Regions from separate parts of the Gasterosteus aculeatus genome. Here region 2 is linked to region 1. The links are chromatin contacts, called in public Hi-C maps. All regions are on one chromosome and are shown on one strand. The core of a region is the stretch at or near the end of the contact, and the rest is flanking DNA. Distances in the headings are between cores, read along the strand shown.

Region 1 (6,336 bases), core at 704-3,203:
GCTGAGGAGTTCCTGCAGAGGAACCCTTTGTGACAGATGTTACTGTGCTATTCTGTCCCACAATCTGCAATGCTATAGGCATTGCAGACGGGTTGGTGCATTGCAGATACAGCCATGACTCAATGTGCAACACAAGTGATTGCACTCAAAGACAAACTGAGATTGCGTAATGGAATGGAGAATCCAAAAGATCCCGACAGCAGCAATGCAGGCAGAAACACTTGGGAGATGTGCAAGTATATATGAATACACAATATCAGCTGCTGAACACCACAGGCTGGTTCTCAAGGGCCCTTTTCTGTTTTTTCTGTGGCCATGAAAGACAGGAATAAAACGGGTATACGACGGTGGAAATTACCACGTGAAATTGAAGGTCTGTCTTTTAGTACCAAATTGTAGCTATCACAGAAACTGCTGCTTAACATACAGTACCAGTCAAACGCGTCATAACTGCACGTGGCAGCGTTGGCAGTGTGACATTTTGGCAAATTGCAGGTTAACGAAACACCACCCGTTGAATTCCGTAACACATAATTACACGCGCGACTCGCCTTGCAGCTGATAACTAAACGGTTCGCAAGGACACATTTTTCTCAGCCGGAAGCGCGCGCCATGGCGCCAAGAGTGCACAAAATAATGATTGAATGGGACTTTTCAGAAATGCACGCGTGTCAACAAAGAGCCTCTGTTTGGTGGAGCAGTAGTAAGGGGTTAGGGGACGTGGGAGGGGGCTGCGGGGTTTGTGGGGGCTGTTTAACTTCAGTGCGCAGGGAAAGTGAGCCGCTGTCAGCCTGCCCTGGCATCGCGGGAATGCGCTCGGATCTTATACGAGCTTGTCCACAACGTGCGTTGAATTACACAGCGGCGCTACCTCTGTTGTGATGCGTCAGAGTTTGCTCACAATTTAGTTTTTTTTGTGTGTAAGAAATCGATCGATGATGCTATAGATCATGCTACGAGGGCGTGGCAATAAAGGTCCAATGTGGCGCAAAGTGCTTTGTGGTTTTTGGGGTGAGAGCTGCTTCTGTCTTTTCGGTCCCCGCACCCACAGAGGATTTGGTTCAAACCAAAACAAAGTCGCCGAGCCGCAGTGCTGCGATCATCACTGGCCCGCTAACCTGTTTGGACACATCGGATCCATGCGGAGCAGCCTGGAATGCACATCGCAACAACGACAAACAACTGATTTCTTTCCAGAAAACCCAACAAAACCGTTGCCGCGCTCGTACGAGCACGCCAGTGCGCGCACGCACACCTAGACGCGCTGCCGTATGCATTACCTATTACCTTGTGCCATTCTATTAATAGTTTACTAACATATTGTATTTCCCCCCGTGAGTATTTACTAGGTATCGTCTTACTGAGTGAACGAAACGGGTTTACGTGCGAACTGCAGCGCCGGGATTTGAGTTAGAAGCGGCGTTTTGTGCTCACGTCGCGTGGATCGAGTCCCCAGCATGGTTTTAATTTGCAGCCACATAAACACGTGTAGGAAGAAGCCCAGCGGGGACGTGCGGGCACTTGCACCAACCAAAAAAAAAAAAAAACCTTCAGATTTTCAACTCCTAACACTCAGTTCGTACCTGTGTTCTGCAAGGATAGGCGTCCCTTTTGGCTCACGGGCTTCTCCGGGAGGCTGTCATGGATATCGATAATATCCAATCCCACCACTTGCTCCAGCACTGACAAAACCAGCAGCACCACGGCCAGTTTGACCATCATTGCGTTCCCGGTAGTGTGCTCCGATGTCCCAGCAAAGATCCCGCAGCGCGTGCGTGCGTGTGTGTGTGTGTGTGTGTGTGTGCGCGTGCGTGTATGCGCGCGCGTGTGATCGAGGGTTCACCTTGGATCAGTGATCAGCGCAGCTGCGGCTTGCTGTGTAGTGGGGCGGCTGTGGGACTGAATGCATGAGCTGCAAGTGATGCTGCCTATATTTCCCTGAGCCCCGGGTGTTTATTCGGATGAAGGAGTGAAGCAGGTGTTGTCGGTCGCGGCTTCGCAGCCAATCAGAGAAGCAGATATCCACGTCCAAGGTTTTAGGGGAGTGTCCAGTGAAAGTCCCCCTTTTTGCAATAAAAACTGGCGCTATAAAGCAATATTAATGAGTAAATTGACCGTGACAGCTTTTGGGTGACCAAGGAGTGTTTCACGGACCAATATGTGCGATGGTGAATAATACAAAATGTCCAATATGAGGCGTGATTTGTAAATATATATATTGCAAGATAACCTACAGATCCTGCCAGCATATCGTTTTTCATAAAAACAGAGCAGAGACATGCGGCAGGCTATGGGAGGATCAACAAAATACCAAGCTTGTCAACAAACTGGAAAAAAATGGAAGCATATGATGTTCAAGCACTCCACATAAAATAAGCAAAACTTTTGGGTTTGCAAGCTACTAATTCCTTAATGGAAGGTTCAATTCCACTAGCCATTGTTTGACAAAATGAAGTCACACTCAATATAAAAAAATGTATTCTTATAATAATTATACACTCACAAAATGATGTGAGAAAAATGGCAATAGTATTGATTTTAAGCTCATGGTATAATATCTGGATATGAGGGAAATCTCCTAAAACTAGACTAATACCTGTTTTGTGGAAGGGGAGGTGTAAGTTACACAATGCCCAGTTCAGTCCCTCACAAAGAGGTCTTCTAATAACTACTACAGAGACTATTGTTGGCATGGTTGAGCATTTGAAAACCTTAGTGGAATCTTTTTCAAGAGTAACATTTGAGAACATGCAACGTATTTCAGTTGTAATGTGGAATAACTGTAGGAAGACTGAGCTTGCAGTAAAAACATAAAAACATATTTTGAGTAAACTCGTGGTGTTAATCGTTTCCCTTCAGGGCCTCAAAAGGAGACAGCGGTATGATGCAGGCCGGCAGTCATTTCGCTGTGTGGTACCTCTGGCGGGACATCAGGGTGCCGGATGGGCAACTGCACTTGGGGGCCAAACCTCTAGGGGGCCCAGTGATACAAATTGTTCCTTCCTTTTTCTTAATTATAAGATGGCACTAGAGCAACTTCACTATGATGGACTTCCAGGCAAATCACAGGCCAACAACATACAGACCAGAACAGTTGATTCTGATTTTTCTTTTCACCCAACTGGCATGTCTTTTGTTACCGGGAGGAAACCGGAGCACCAGGAGGAAATCTAGAGATGACATGCAAACCACAGTTAGTGGTTGTGATTTCTTTGTTAAAATGCTGTTTAAATTCCCTCTAATACTTCCCTCATAGTGCAATATCAAAGAACGGTGATGCAACAGAGTACAGCGGTACACCACAAGCAACCCATAGACAAATCGCCCGCAGTCTGTGTGTGAAGACAGACAGACGAGGAGACGGACTAACGAGCTGATTGTGGCCGGACCAATTTTTATAGATCAGTGACTTTGAAATGTGTCTATCATAACATTTCATTTATCTCTAACTCCTTTGCATAAGACGCTCGCGTTCCGTCTGCTGGAAAAACGTTCATACAGGCTATATTTAGACCATCAAGGAAATTAGCCTAGAGCAAGAATCAGGCTCCCTCTCTAATCTAACCAAAATGGCGATCACTTAAAGCTCTAAATATAGGTAATTATTATCATCAGACTTCTTTATCTATAGGTTTAATTGAGGTTTTAGTCGGTGGAATGAATTTTGGAGAAGTCACCACAGTTAAGAAATGGGAGGTATTTCGGCCGGGAGAAAACCTCTACATTTTAATATTCTCATGTGGTAGACTTTCCTGGCCATGAATTTATAATCTTGTCTTACTTTCTGCCTTCTATCCTCATCCTATTACTATGGTACAAATATCTAAATAGTAATCCTAATGTAACACAATATCTCTACAGACTTCATTCTCTTCAATAAAAACAAGTTGTTCCAGTCTGTTTTCCACAAAATAGATAAATCTGGACGGACAGAGTGGAAACCGCAATACAGCAGTATTTTCAAAGTCCATTGGATTTCCTGCATGCTCACACAAAAGTGTGTGCTTGTGGCATGCTGTGGCACAAGTCTGGAGATGTGTATGGATGGGCTTGGACCACTTCCAGTTATGTCTATACCACAAACTGCAATCTGCTACTCAATTCACTTCCGTTGAAAGCTGCCCACGCTGTGAACACACCCTCAATTTGGACCAATCAGTGTGCCACAAGAGCACAGGGCCTGTAAGAGTGCGTCACCGCTGCCTACTGGGGCTGCATTCAAATCACATGAGTACGACTGCAAGAGGTCTGTAAATCAAGAGTAGCGACATGGCAGTATGAGTTCATTATAGTAATTTAGAGACTTGTGGTATTTTCTAGTATTGTTATTATCATTAGTGAGTTAACAGCAAATAAAATGCTGATGCAGAATTTAATTCATTCTCAAATGTTAGCATATTTTAGAAGAAATACAAAAGGTCAAGGTCCACTTCTTAGCTTTTTTTGTCAGTTTTTTGGTTTCAAGCTACCTTTGAAAAAAAAAAAAAAAAATATATATATATATATATATATATTTAGAATTGAGTTTTTGAAAGCTAGTAGAGCCAGCAATCATTCTACAAGTGGGTCCCCAATTTGTTTGTCTCATGCACTAACTAATGCACTAAGAAAGGCAGCAACGAGCCAACATGTGCAGGGAAGATTAGTAATACACACATTGCATTTTAGTTAGTGAAAACTCCACAGGGCGTCTTTCAGGCTGGGAAATAATAACTTTCTAGGAGGTCCCCATCAGGTGAATGGTAGCCTACTTTTAAAATATTTTAAACAAAGAAAATCGGAGGGAATTGGTGGAGGAGCGGGGGAAATAATTTATACTCTACATTCCTACTTTCTTCACTTGAATGCAACACACAATGTGAAGCACTGACACTTGAAACAAGAACATTCAGAGGTTTGACTAATCAAATGAATGAACATTCGTATTTCAAACCGTATTTGTACAGCAGATGTATAGCTGCAATGTATCTGGTTCCCCCAGATGGTCGTGTGACAGCTAGAGAGCCATGTTTGTATTTTATTTATTATTTTATTTTATTAAATCTTTCTGGTTTCAGAGGTATTAGAATGCGTTGCTTGTCTACGTTGCCTAAAGACATTATCCTCCTTTGGGAACACTGTCCAGAATAGACAAGTATGCATTAAAAGGAGTAACGTTCATTCCCTTTGACTGCTGTACTGTAAACATACAGAAAGCAGACATGTGTTCCGAGTTGGGACCCCTGGGGGCCTGGAAAGTTATCCACCAATAAAAACCACAACAGGGAGGCCGGGTTGGAGTGTGTGCGTTTGTGTGTGTGTGTGAGAGAATGGGGGGGGGGGGGGGGGGGGGGGTGTTGCACTTCACTTCACTGGGAGGGAAGCGTCTGTAACAGCAGTTAATGTTACTAGTTTACAGACTTCTCACAGTACTTTGCAGGAAGCAAGAAGGTTTCATTTGGCTGAAAGTTAATGCTGAGTTGTGGAAAGCTGCCGACAATAACTGATGAGTGAACCCACAGAGACGTAACAACTTAATCCTTGGACTTACGCCTTGGAAAACCTATAATAATAATAATAATAATAATAATAATAATACATTTCATGTATAACACACTCTTCATCAACAGATGATGGCATTTAGTTCAGACTGATGCAGGACATGGCCACAAAAGCGGAATAATCGCCCAAAAAATCTGAGTAGTAAATCAAAGCTGATTCTTGGAGAAATAGCAGGAGATGGCAGCAGTGTTTGGCTGTGAGAAAAAGAAGCCGTGAAATATGAAATACCAAAGACTTCGAGGAACCTGAACATGATATCTTAGTTTCTAAATTTGGCTCAGTTTGTGTTTGTGTGCGTGCGTGTGTGCGTGTTTATGTGTGCATGGTGTGAGGTCAAAGCCTTGTGCCTCCTAAATGTCTACATATTGGGAGACACATTTAAGTAAAAACATGTTGGTTTTAGCAGCAGGACAGAAAATGTTTGGCCTCATTCAACAGAATTTCAGTCCAAAAAGTTGAAAAACTGTCTCTTTAACTCATTAAAGAGCCGTTACGCCACTTCGCACTACGAGTGTGCGTACCACAACAGAACAACACGCAAGTTTGTAACTGCGAAAAGCAAAATCTCTCTCTCCCCTTCTATCACTTTGGTGTGTTAACTCAACTGACTCTGGAACAGAGAGGTTTTACTGGCCGAGCTCAGCAGGCAAACTCTGGGCTCTGATTCCAACCGGTGTGAAAGCACCACATCTCAGACCCCTCACTTTACTTGCCTCAAACAATGTGCTGTTATAGAATTTTCTCTGTATGGGTTGTATTGCTAGAGCACTGGCAGATAACAAAGTGCTCCCTCTC
Region 2 (5,693 bases), core at 1,695-4,194, 34 kb after region 1:
GCTGATGCCCTTTAAATAGCCTGTCTGTTTAAGATGAAGGAATTAGAATACAACCTTACGATGGTGATCATTTAATGTTGCTTAGTACCAGCAAAGTACAAAAAGATGCGAGTCCCAAGACTTATAAAAAGAAGAACACCGTGCTTGTTAGTAATGATGTCCTACACTCAGATACCCATAAAGTGAATTCATGGACGTAAAATACAGGTGACTCACTCAACTGGCAGGTACAACCTGCTGCGCTGTCCAGGATAGATACTTTTACTACTACAAAGGCGATGTCTGTGTGTGTGTGTGTGTCTGTGGTACCAACCAGGCCTCAGTGTATACTACGCTGCAGAACAAACAAGTCTGTCTGTGTTTGCAGTCTGTAATTAAAGCCGTATAAATGTGCACACGCATGCAGTAACCGCACACGTCATGGCCCACAGCGGCTGCTTCCCTCAGCCCTCAGCATGGGCCTGACAACAGCTGACCTAAACCAACTATGGCCAACGTCTCCACACAGACAAACATAAAAAACGTTAGCATTCAAAAAGCGGCACGGGCACGGGCCTACCGGCTGGTTTTGATGGGGCCAAATGTGCAGCGTGCAGTAAATGCTGCATAATAACATCTACGTCCGCCCTCTGCAGTCTTGCTTCAACAAACCTGGATTCAAAGTTTCACCGCGGGGAGATTTTTATTGTATTGGCTTATTCCAAGGTAGTCAGACCTCCCAATGGTTCCACCACCGCCACGACCATAAAAATAACCTAGACATGAGTAAAGACATGCATCGTGCCGAACCCCGAGGGTAGCGTTTTTTTTGGATTAAATAAAGGCAGCTCAAGGAGGACGGCTACCTGTGACAAGTGCACATTTGACCGTGATGAGCATTCACGTTCATTTTGTGGCCAAAGCAACACATCTCCTCAGGTAGTAGAATACTGTGCTCAGCTGTTACACGTGTAGATCTTTACCATCAACAAAATGTGCAATGTAAACTGTTTACACTATGGGATGTTTATAGCAAGTGGAAGAATGTAAGTGCTCACTTTTCGACTTGTATGTGTGTAAATAAAAAGCAGAGTGTGCATCTGTGCATGTCGGCACATGAACACGTCTGTGCGTTTCTCCGGGTCCGTGTGCACATGCATGTTCGCGATATACTCTTTACTAGTTTTTGACCAGATTTTGCCATCTGGTGGTGCAACTTAGGCAGCACTGATTTCAACATCACCCCTCAACAAGTGAGAAGCATCAACAAAAGCAGAAAAAATAAAGATTAACGGTGAGTTTTCATCGTTCAAATTCAGAAACACGCTCCAAAATAAAAACGAATGTATTCACTGTATAGACGCTGCAGGTGAGTCGCTTGGATGAACACCTGCTGCCGCAAAGCGTTAGCTGAGGGGTTGTTGAGAGGACTAAGAGGATGAATAGCTCTGCGTGTGTATGTGAGTGTGTACCCATGCATTCATGTACCTCCCTACATGTGTGTGCACCAGTCACCAGATCCCCAGCCAGTGATGTTCCAGAATATCCCACGCATTTCCCATGCTCACTCACACCAAGCAGTGAGTTCCACCCCACTCTCCCCTCTCTCTGTCTCGTTTTTACCCTGTCGCGACCTCTTCCACTCTCCTTTTCATTCACTCGCTTCAGTGGCCGCTGCTGCCATCATCGTCCCACTTTGTTTTCAGCTGATTATCAGGCTGACCTCATCTCTGGGGGAGGATAATTACCAAACGGGGACACCGTGTTTTAACGGTGATTTTGAGGTCAGCGACTCGCTCACGTTTGCAGGTCCTTCGTGCCCTCGACTGTGAAACTTGTGAATGTTCTTGCCCCCATTGCGCCCGCTTCTCCGTCTCCCGGGGGCCTACATCAGTCCATAGTGACATTGCTGTAGGAGTAATCACTGCCATTTCTCACTGTCTGAAGAGTTGGCAGGGCCCCTGTGCGCACTGCGTCTTGGAACATTGTGTCCACGCAGTGCTAGATGTTAAAGAGTGGTGATTGCGGAGAATGTGGCATGGTTTCGCAGTATGCCAGCCTATTAAGTTTAGCCATGCCAAAGCTATATTTGAGTTCCAAATGCTACGTTGAATTGCAAAGTAGAATGTACTTTACATTTTTTGGTGTGCAAACCAAATAAGTTGCCAAAGACAAGAATAAATTAAAAAAACACTACATCCTGCCCTCATAATCATCTAAGCCAAGTGGCCACGTGCAGGTCTCGGTGGGTCCTGGCTAGGGGGACGGCGTTGGAGCAGGTGGTCAGTGTTAGATAGGGAAGAGAGATGGGGGACCTTGAGCAAGCGGAGCCAGTTGCTGACAGGAGCTGTGCTAGTATTCCACTCACCTTGAGCATGGTAAACACTATCCTGGTGGAAGCAGCAGCACGAGGCGCGGGGGGGGAAGGGGGTCAAACAGCTCCTCGCTTCCCGGATGCGGATCACATGACTGGGCCAGTGTGGCACAGGGAGACTGCCTCAGCTGTGAAGGTAAAACACGAGAAGAAAAGAATGTCAGGGCACGACAGACTGGCTCCTACAAGTGAATAAATCGAGCAACAACAATAAATGCATAGTTCTTCTGCTTTATTTTCCTTAACAGCAACAAGAACAGCGACCAAACGCAGCTAACCCTCGGAGTTAACCATCGCATTTTAGCGCGGCTTTAATTAAATCAGAGAAATTGCATGGATCCACATCCCTGACTACCTTATTCATTCCCCACCAGCACCCATCGCCGCCCCGAAGTGTCAGATTGAAGGAGCAGCATTCAGGGAATGTAACTCATGTCGTACGTGCCTCGAGGTTGCCACAGAAATTAAGCACATAGGTGTAAAGAAATGCCAGTCAGCCTCTCCATGGCTGCTTCAGTCCGGCTCCTGGCAGAGCGCATGGCGAGGCCCAGCACCCAGGAATGCTGTGTCCATCTGTCAACACAGAGCTGCCTTCCCTGGCAGATGCCACAGAGAGGATTTTTGTAACCTGGCCCTGGGTGGATGTCATAACCCGTACAGTACAGCATAGAGCCATGGGGCTTTGGGAAGAGTATGTGCTAGCAAGGAGCTTGTGTGTGTGTGTGTGTGTGTGTGTGTGTGTGTGTGTGTGTGTGTGTGTGTGTGTGTGTGTGTGTGTGCGTGTGCTGTGAAGCTTCCTTTAAATGAAATGAGTTTCCCTTCAGGCTGATAAAAACGCTAAAGAATTTATTGAGGTGTCAACAAATATCCGCAATCTACTCAGCTCATCTCGCTGTCGTTCTTTCTTTTCCTTCAGCCTCTCCTCCCTCGCTCACATCTCGTCCCACCGCTGCTGCACTATTCCAGTGATATTTAGAATGAATGGTGTTCTCTATGCGGGGCCTGAATGTGTGTGGTGGAGTCGAGGGAGCACCACCTGAGTGATGATTCTGTCTGCCCATGTCTCTCTCCGTCCCTCTTTCTCCCCCACTCTCTCTCTCTCTCTCTCTCTCTCTCACACACACTCACACACACTCACTCAGAAGCACACGCACACACATGCACACACGCCTGACCTGCTGGGAACACAGGATCTGGCTGTATCTGGCCTCTGTGGCAGGGGCAATTAGAAAGGTCCAGACGGAGCACAAGCTCTCTTCTCATGCCGTCCCCATTAGAGAGGGAGAGACAGGCAGTGTGGAAAGACAGGAAGAGGACAAGCATGAACAAACTGTCCCTCTCTCTCTCTCTCTCAAACACACACCCTTCGGGGGTCATTGAATGGTGAGTTTTTACCCATTAAGGATGACGAGAATGACCTGGTGGCCTCCGTGTCAATATATATAAGGCTGACACTCTGTGTGGTTGTGTACGTATGTGTGTGTGTTTGTGTGTGTGTGTCCTGGGGCTCCCCAGTTGACAAGAGACGTGCACGGAGACCCGTGCTTTTTCCGCGTCACCTTTGTTTCCACATGAATTATCCATCATGGCCGAGGGTGGTAATCGAGCTGCTAAGGCAAGCCTTATTACAATGTTGGTCATTTAGCCTATTAGCGATGCTCTTACCTCATTCCTTGGTCAACTCAGATTGCATGGAAAACACAGTCAGCATGTTAAATGGGCTCAGGGAAGGTTGGGTGAGTTAAGGGCTATAAAGCGACGGCAGCTGATACAGCACATGTAGGCTCGCGGGGAGACGTTGTAAACCTCAGGCCACATAGTCGTTGGTGGGTCAGTGCACAACTCTGGTATGGTGAGCTCATGATCATGAAAACTAATATTTAAAGAGGGGACAAGTCAGGACATGGAGCTAAAGTGTATATTTGCAAATAGGCTGAGCATTAGGGAAAATTACACAGCTTCCAATGCACCAGGCACACATAGTTTAGACTTGGAAAAGATCAAATGAACAGATCTTTTAAACACTTTTAGGAGACCATGAGTAGGTTGGTCTCACCTGCTGTGAAAACAGACGTAAAATTGCAGGAATTTTCCGTCTTAAAAAAGAGGTGCAAATTGGGAAAAAACATCTGTTTTTAAACAAGCTGAATATGATGTAACTGTGTGATAAAATATTCAATGATGGTTCCTTATTTCAAAAGGACTTGTTGGGATTGCGCGATTCTTTTTTCATAGATTACTGTGTGATGCTGCCCACCTCTGGCCACTGTGTGCAATGGCATCACCCAACGTGCTGTGGCTCACATGGCACGATGAGAACAGCAGTGACCAGCTGTACTCGGGGTTCACGGGTTGAGCGGATCACCAGACATCACAAAAACATGATATGGAATAAAAATACTGCTGATTAATGCAATGGCTAGTTGTATAATGTTCGTAGTTCCTCTTGAGGGACTTTTTTAAATCGAAGGAAATAACATCTGAGTAATCTCCCACTGTTGTGGAGTCTTCAAGAGCTCTACAGCGGAGACTTTGAGCTCAATACAAACGCATTCAGTAATTCAGCATTTTAATGGAGAATATGGCCAAGGGAATTACCCACAGTTGATTGTAATGGCACGTAAAACAAGGGTTAACTTGACATTTGAGAACATTCATTTTTTTATAGTAAAAATGGAGACTAAATATCCTATATATATATATATAAAATAATGTCCTATTACTCAACTGTAATGTGTGCATCATTCAATGACTACGTAGTTAAGGTGTAGGGTCAGGATGGTCTGATATTGAATTAGAAATTCCAGTTTCCTCAGCCTCAACTGCATCGAACTTGAGCGCTGGATTTTCCCCTTCGAAATCCTGGTTTCATATCCAGTTTGCAATTGTTAACCGGGCACAACCTGTCCCTTAAAATCCATTTGTCGGCTCATGGCCTTCAAAACAGCAGTACCCTACCACTGACCCCAAACATCAGCTGTAGACAAAACTAAAACAGCCCCGGGGGAAACTAACATTACCTTGAACTCAGCACAAGACTGTGTGAAGTCTTGCCAGGCCTGTGAACATGACCTGGGGGGGTGCTTGTTAAAGCGTGGAGGGGTAGGCGGGCGGAGGAAGAGGATGGAGCAGAGATGAAGGGAATACTGCTCTCTCCATCGCAGACAAGACAAACGATGCACAGACAGATGGCACTCGACATCGCTGCCACATTCAGTTAGTTTCCAGTTACAACAAACCGACTCCGGATCAGCGGATGCTTAAGTCACGCAATAAATTAGCCCTGAGCCCAAAGCACTGAGTAATCTTTGCCACAACAAAACCTCCACAACAATTAATG

The links. A called contact is a pair of places that touch in the nucleus more often than the background predicts.
Region 2: a Hi-C map of skeletal muscle shows a contact between it and region 1, with 2.6 times the contacts expected there. The contact joins the enhancer-like site here to the promoter of stc2a in region 1. A contact is called at or near these places in 4 of 6 Hi-C or Micro-C datasets (skeletal muscle, tail fin and whole body).

What each region holds. Positions count from the first base shown.
Region 1 is chr4:14,157,643-14,163,978 of fGasAcu3.hap1.1, forward strand. It overlaps stc2a (stanniocalcin 2a), which reads right to left and starts at 1,954. Exons shown (of 4, transcript XM_078102143.1): 1 at 1,584-1,954. The coding sequence starts at 1,722.
Region 2 is chr4:14,190,202-14,195,894 of fGasAcu3.hap1.1, forward strand. No RefSeq gene overlaps it. Among protein-coding and RNA genes, the nearest start is that of nkx2.5, 6.2 kb to the right of the region's middle. Within about 2 kb of position 2,945, at least 1 of the 9 cell types and tissues checked has open chromatin away from gene starts, as enhancers often do.